Regions from separate parts of the Macaca mulatta genome. Here region 1 is linked to region 2. Evidence: chromatin contacts called from public Hi-C data. All regions are on one chromosome and are shown on one strand. The core of a region is the stretch at or near the end of the contact, and the rest is flanking DNA. Distances in the headings are between cores, read along the strand shown.

What was found. A called contact is a pair of places that touch in the nucleus more often than the background predicts.
Region 1: a contact with region 2 is called in a Hi-C map of fetal cortex germinal zone, with 6 times the contacts expected there. The contact joins the promoter of JADE1 here to the promoter of PGRMC2 in region 2. A contact is called at or near these places in 4 of 14 Hi-C or Micro-C datasets (blood, fetal cortex germinal zone, fetal cortical plate and 1 more).

Annotation. Positions count from the first base shown.
Region 1 is chr5:137,564,876-137,568,711 of T2T-MMU8v2.0, reverse strand. It overlaps JADE1 (jade family PHD finger 1), which reads right to left and starts at 1,303. Exons shown (of 11, transcript NM_001266133.1): 1 at 1,166-1,303.
Region 2 is chr5:137,052,731-137,056,601 of T2T-MMU8v2.0, reverse strand. It overlaps PGRMC2 (progesterone receptor membrane component 2), which reads left to right and starts at 1,357. Exons shown (of 3, transcript XM_001082791.5): 1 at 1,357-1,788. The coding sequence starts at 1,371.

The sequences.
Region 1 (3,836 bases), core at 54-2,553, 510 kb before region 2:
ACAAGACACGTGCACTGAAGGGCTCTGCAACTTGCAGTCCCGGGGTACACACTACACGTTCATTTAAGGAAGCAAGGAGACCAAGAGACCCCACCCCCACAATTTGCAGATGGTGCCAAAGGTTGCAATTTGCAATCCCCTTTAAGTTCATGATTAATCGGTACTTTGCTCTACCAACCGCCAACCCCTACCCCATTTCATCGATGAAGGGGTTTTACACTTTACAAGCTGTCGCGCTGTAAGTAAAAGATCTGACCACTGGAAGCCCAATTCGGAAGAATTGCCAAGCTGTCCCTCCACCCCCGCCCCCCACCCCCCTCTCACTGCCCTTGAATTGATGCAATGAATATTTTGGACATGTGGCGACGCGGTGACAAGAGCCAGGGCTGCGGCCACCACACACAAATGTACCTACACACACCTATGTTTGGACAAATACAGTCCCACCACACACACGGTCTCACACACTCTGGATTCATATATGTACGCGAACCTGCGTTCTGCCATTGCCATCTGTCTACCAAGTTGCTACTATGCTTTCCACTTTCATGCAGCCTAATGCACTTTGGCTTTCTATTAAAAAAAAAAAAAAACCTATAAACTAAAAGCAACTTAAACTGGGCTTCTGCTCCTAAACGCGTTTAATTGATGATTCACCTGAAAACCGCATGTTCTTCGCAAATCCAAAAGAAGAAACAGCTCTAAGTCTTCAGCCCCCCAAATTTGAAAAAAAAAATCATAATAAAACTTACTGATCCAACATAGATCAATTCTCAGGATCCAAAAATCATCCTCTCCTCCTCCTCCTCTGGCCCCCGCCCCGGCAATGCCCAAGTTACTGGTGGGATAGTAACGCTGCGCTCAGCGGCTGCCTCCCTCCCTCCTAGCTACATATCGAGAACCCAATCTTTTGGCGCCATATTAATGACGTACTATATTATTTCCACTAGGCAGCGACCTTCGGCATTAAATTACTCCCGAGAACTCCCGAGCAAAGCAACAAAACCATCAAATATGGCTGAGCCTCTCGGCTCGTCCTGCAGCCGCCGCCGCCGCCGCCGCCGCCGCCGTCGCCGCCGCGGGACCGGGACGCGCACACGGACCCACGCGCGGACACACGCGCGGCGAGCCCACCCCGCGCGCCCCCCGCGGCCCGCGCGCGTACCTGCTGCGGAGGGGTTCGGCCGAGGCGCTGGGCTGGGCGCCGCTCGCTCGCTCGGAGCTGCATGAGTTCGGGCCGCGGCGGGCGAGCGGGCGGGGAGCCGGGCGGGCCCGTGCTCTAGCCGGCGCGCACACACCCGGCACTCGCGCACGGAGGCACTCTCGGTCTGGTTTGGCTTGTTATGGAGGAAGGACTGTGTGAATCAAACTCATTTCTGGGTCACTGCTGCCACAGGGGGGAGCACTTTAATCCCTTGCCAAAACGAGAGGGTGGGGACGGGAGGGCGGAGGGAGCATGCGGGGAGCCCGCGACTTGGGGGGCTCGGTCCCTCGTTAACTCTTCGCAGCCCTCGCCGCAGCCGGCTCGGCCTGCGCCAGTCGGGACTCGCAAAGAACGGCACTGTTTAGCTCTTAAAAGTCTCTTTCCTTACTTCACCCACCTTGTGAGCCTAGAAATTCTTGAGGTGTCTCCAAGCAGGGAAGTGGGTTTTTAAATTAGCCCCTTCAAACTGCTGTCCCAATTTCAACTCTTGTCTGACATCTAGAAATGGATTCTTTCAAAATAGTTTAAAAATTTATGTAGATTAAAATGTGGCTATTGAGATGTGTCATTTGGGTGAAAGGTTTTATTTTTAGGCTGAGTGGCAAAAGAGTTGTTTGTAGTAACAGTTTTAGGGAGTTGCACATTAGGATGACATTTTTTAATATAGATAATCCAATTCTGAATAACATCTTTACCTAAATTTGTATGGAAGTGATCATTGCAAATGAGCATTAATCCATTAGAAGATATTATTTATAAATTGACACCACTTTATGTTACACATTACTGCAGAATTGGACATCTTCTCCCAAATAAGAGCAGTGAGCCTAATGCTAAAACTAGAATTACAAGCTAGTATCAGATCAGTCATCAGAGATTCATTTGGGGGGTATTAATGTGTTAAAAATGAGTGGTTACTGATTTTATGCAGAAGACAAACTTGCTTTTTCATATGGAGGGCAACATACTTCTTTCATGGATTCGCCTAGGGAAATAGAGGGGTATATGACATTCAGCTTGAAAAGGAAAAAAGTACGGATTAGAAACTCCCATTCAGGCCGGGCGCGGTGGCTCACGCCTGTAGTCCCAACACTTTGGGAGGTCGTGGCAGGCGGATCACCTGAGGTCGGGAGTTCGAGAGCAGCCTGACCAACATGAAGAAACCCTGTCTCTACTAAAAAATACAAAATTAGCCAGGCGTGGTGGTACGTGCCTGTAATCCCAACTGCTGGGGAGGCTGAGGCAGGAGAATCGCTTGAACCCCAGAGGTGGAGGTTGTGATGAGCCCATATCGCTCCATTGCACTCCAGCCTGGGCAACAAGAGCGAAACTCCGTCTCAAAAAAAAAAAAAAAAACTCCCATTCAGTAAATAGGAACAGTGATCACTAATTACCAAACTAAGTATCGAACCCAAAAGGCATATGTATCCACAGGAAGAACCTTTCTGAATATATCAGGTTTGATTTCACATAATCCCACACCAGCCCATCCACCCACATTCAGACCCACATCCAAAACATTATAATCTGATAAATGCGACAAAACAAAACTAATTGAGCCTTTCAGTTATTTTTCAGAAAACAAAGTAAGCCAGTGGAAATCCTAAGTAGTGTATGTGTCCTCTCCTGTTTCACTAATGAAGAATAGAAAGAGTCCCTGCCAGTCCTATTCATGTGTTCACTTAATCCTGTTCAAAGCGATCACACATGTAAAGCACTGTGTTAACTATCATTATTACTATTCTTAGTATTGCACTTCAGTTATTGCTATTTTCATTGGTTCGCCTTGCACATACTCTCTGTAGAAGTTGAAGTACACAGGCTTTGTAGCCAGACATGGTTGGATCTGGCTCTCTCAGTTACCACTTTGTGTGCCTGTGGGATAAAAGAACTTTATCTGAGCCTCAGTTTCTTTCCTGGTAATAAAATGAAGTTAACAGCTGGCCCCTAACCTGAAGGGTTGTTAAGAGGAAACAGGCAACCTCATAACAGTTCAGGAGTAGAGGCCCTGGCAATAGGAGGTTGTCCATTCCCTCGGCCACCACTGGTCTCTTTCTTGGTTTTCTCTCCATCAAAAATTGCAACTTTTCTAAATTCCAAACAGCATTACTTCACGCATTTGTCTGAAGAAAATTTTTAACTCACATTTGCTGCTTACTCTTTTACTTGCTTTTTCTATCAAAAACATTAGGCACCAACAAAAGTATTGAATAAAATGAATGACAAAAACAAAGGGATAAAATGGCACACAAACTTCACACACTGACACACTGAACAGGACTGAAGGTGCCATGTACGGAGTCTCAATTATGCCATGACTTCAGAATACTCATCGACTGAGATAGTGCTATGTGCTATAAATAGCCCTGGACAAGAAGTCAGGAGACGCCCACCAACTCCGAATATGACTCTCTGGGCTTTAGTTTCCCCACTGAGATGACAGGAAAAATAATGTCTAAGTCCCCTTTCTCTTTAACATTCAGTCATTTCTGATTTTCTTACCAAACTTAGAAACGTGATGATTATTTGAAGAAATGGCGGACAACTTGAATCCATAAGGAACATGTAAAAATATTTTGTCATCAATGATCAGCAGTTGGCATTTCTTAAATAATAGGTGTTTCTTGCCATC
Region 2 (3,871 bases), core at 108-2,607:
GTTAAGGCAGAGACTTAAAATATAATCGGGCCCTTTACAAAAAATGTTTGCCAACCCCTGCTCTAATGTCTCCACTAGCTCTGAGTCTCCTCACCTCACGCACAAATACCCTAGCCTACTGATTTCCCACTCTTTCCCCTGCCTCTAATCCTTCAGACATCTGGCTGCTATATAACCTCTCTACAAGAGTATCGACCCTGTCACTTGCCCCATCAGTATCCTCAGTGGCTCCTCCAAAACCGACAGTGAAAGGTTCAAACCTATCCTATGAGACTCAAGACAACAGACAAGGGCAAGAGAGAACACGTCAAACGAGTCGAGTGCGTGAGACTTCAGAGGTCACTTTTTCACACCAGAATTTTAAGGTGTGAGTCGTCCCAAGTACAAAAAACAGAATCTGCAAATAAGAGTGAATGACGAATAGAAAGACGACCTCAACCTGTCCACTTCCCTACGGCCGCAGAGATTATGATTCAAGGAATAACGAGACTCTAAATCCTTTAAAATTCTACAAGAGCAGCCTTGGCCAAACCCAGCGGGGAGTGGCTGCTCGGTGCCAGGGCGAGGAGCACGTAGACTGCCGATGCCAGAGAAGCCCGGTGCGGGCTCCGTGCTTTCTCTCCGTTCCAGGAAGACCCAAGCTCGTCGCCAAAACTTCTCGCCGCTTCCCGGTCTGCGCGCCCAAGCTGCCAGTTTCCCGAAAAACGCCACAGCGCCCTGGGAAAAAGCAGATGCCCCTCATGGGTTTGCGCCTTGCAGCTCAACTATGCCCCAGCCTCCCACAAGCCACCTGTCCTCCGCCAGGCGTCCCGCCCGGATCTGCCCCCGCCGTAGCCGCCAAGGCGCACGTGAAGCTCCCGGGCGGAGCGAGCGCAAGAAGGCGGGAGTTTGCGGACGCGAACCCAGGCCTGGGAAGCGAAGCGATTCCGGGGCGCACGCGCAGAGCCAGGGAACTGGAGGGGCGTGCCTCCCGTAGGGGTTACGGAGCAAGAGGAGAGCGCGTGGCGCTCAGGAGCCCGCGCACGCGCTGTGGTCTCGCCCCGCCCAAGAGCGTCCGAGCGGCCGCCGTAGCATCTTCTCTTCAGACCCGCCCCCCTCGTCTACTTAACCTAGCGGAGGCTTGCAGCTAGAGCAGGGAAGTGTGGGGCGAGGTGGGCGGGGCGTCGCACGCGTGCGCGGCCAGCGAAAGAAGGGAGGCGGCGGGAGAGATCCGAGACAACGTTACCCCGTCAACACCCAATCAGGAGCGGCCCTGACCCCGCCCCCTCTCCTCACGTTATTGGCTGGGAGGCCCCCAGATGGGCGGGGCCGGCCGTGGGGTTGGGGGGGGCAGGGGGCGGGGAGGAGGAGGAAGGCGCTGGCGGGCAGTGATGGCGGCGGGTGATGGGGACGTGAAGCTAGGCACCCTGGGGAGTGGCAGCGAGAGCAGCAGCGACGGCGGCAGCGAGAGTCCGGGCGGCGCGGGAGCGGCAGCGGAAGGGGGCGGCTGGGCGGCGGCGGCGTTGGCGCTTCTGACGGGGGGCGGGGAGATGCTGCTGAACGTGGCGCTGGTGGCGCTGGTGCTGCTGGGGGCCTACCGGCTGTGGGTGCGCTGGGGGCGGCGGGGTCTGGGGACCGGGGCCGGGGCGGGCGAGGAGAGCCCCGCTGCCTCTCTGCCTCGCATGAAGAAGCGGGACTTCAGTTTGGAGCAGCTGCGCCAGTACGACGGGTCCCGCAACCCGCGCATCCTGCTCGCGGTTAATGGGAAAGTCTTCGACGTGACCAAAGGCAGCAAGTTCTACGGCCCGGGTGAGGAGTTGGAAGGGGAGGGGAAGGACCCACTACAGCTCAAGCACGACCCCCTTCGGACGGGGAGGCCTCTGGGCACCGGGTTAGTTTGCCCAGCCTTCTCGTCGCCTGGACCCCCGCGCCTCGGCCGCCGCACCTGGGACGGCCCGCCCCGCCCCTACGCATACGCCGCCCCCCCGCAGCTGCGGGCACCTCCAGCTCTTCTCCCGAAACCAGGGTCCCCGCTGGCGCCCCAGCGACCAGCTCTCAGCATTCATCTTTCTTCCATGCCATTTCTCCTCGCAGCCTTTTTTTTTTTTTTTTTTTTGGCTGGATTTTTCAAAATCGTTACATTTGTCACCGATCAGCGCTGGCCCTTAACCTCTTTTGAGTCTCCTAATTCCTGGGGTGGTTGGGGCACCAGGGAAGGGAGATTTCTGAAGTTGGGACCTAAACTAAAGTTTTACGCTCTGTAATTCACAGCTTGCTTTTCCTTGCCCCCGCCCCACGCTCCTTTTTTTTTTTTTTTTTGGCCACTGATCTCCTTTTTCCCTCGCTGTATTGCTCTCCGTAAGGCCACGTTTAGGGGCATGTAAAGTCCCAACCCTCCAGTCTCTGAAGTCCGGACGAATAAGCAACACCTCGGACTCTTTTTAAACCAGTTTTAGTTCGGAGTTGCTTTCCATGATTAACAAGGTATGTGGGATGAGGACAGACCAGAATGCAGAGCTTATTAAAGACTGGTAAGGATATTCGCCCTGAGTTTTGGGGGTGGAGCTCCTATACCCAGCAGGCATGTCTCTCGTTTCTTTTTTTTTTTTTCTGCTTTTCAAGTACACGTTGATAATGACTTGTGTTTTCACTTAGCAGAACTGAGGAGAAAAAACTTAGAAGAGTCGTAGATTCATACCCCCATGTGCCAGTTATGCAAGTTAAAGATTTTTAGAAATTTGTTTTCAGAGAACTTTGTGTAGGGTAGTTGATTTAGAAGCCCTTGTTTTACAGTGTGGTTATAGCATACATTTTGGATTATGTTAATAAACTCCAGACTCATGGAACCTGTTGGTATATCATAGAGTTGAGCAACACTGTACATCCTGGTTGTGCACTGATTAGTACTAAGCTTTAAAAAAAGAAAAGTGGTGACTACAATAAGAATAAATAATTAAATTAGAGACCTAAAGTGACCTGGTATTGGAGAGAGTACATCCAAGCCTTAAAGTCACAGGGTTGGCAGTCTGGAAATAAGCTGGTTTTCTCCTTAATTTAATCTCTAAGTGTTTGAGATTTATTGACACTTAAAAATATATACTTCTGATTTCAGTGGTTGGTAGCTGGAAGATATTTTAGAAGTGCTTTGGTTTGTAGTTTGTTCATTGGACTAGAGATAAGAAATAGGAGATTTTTGTTGTTGAATTACGTAATTTATTTCTTAGTTGTTTGTACTTCTGTGTATATATACACATTTAATCCAACCAAGTGAATACATAGCTTACAGAGTTTTTGCTTCTAGTTATATAAATGTGAACACAAGGTGTCTACTGAAATCTTATATCAGCTGAAATGGTTAATACATTTTTGTTTACTTAAGCACATGTGGGACAAGAGAGCAGGGCCAAAGTACAGTATTTAAACAGGCCAAGTGAAGTAAACTTTTTTTAAATCAAGGATTTACACAGCATTTTATACCTAGTTCAAGCTTTTTCCCCATTAGTATTAAAATGTGTGTTAAGTGATTAGAAATCCTGTACAGGTTTAAATTTTTAATATAGACCTTACCCAGCTGAAAGATCAGCTTTTGTACCCTCTGTCTGAACTGCCACTGAAGAAAACAAAGTATTAGTACAAAGAATTGTATTAGTCCTCACACATTATGCCTTGGCAGTATCTGAAAATAGTTAGGAGAGACAGTCATAGAGACAGTTTGGCAGCCTCCAGAGGCAAATGTTTGTTCTGTGATAGAAATTAAAAATTAAAGCCAGGCGCGGTGGCTCACGCCTGTAATCCCAGCGCTTTGGGAGGCCGAGGCGGGTGGATCACCAGAGGTCAGGAGTTCGAAACCAGCCTGGCCAACATGGCAAAACCTCGTCTCTACTAAAAATAC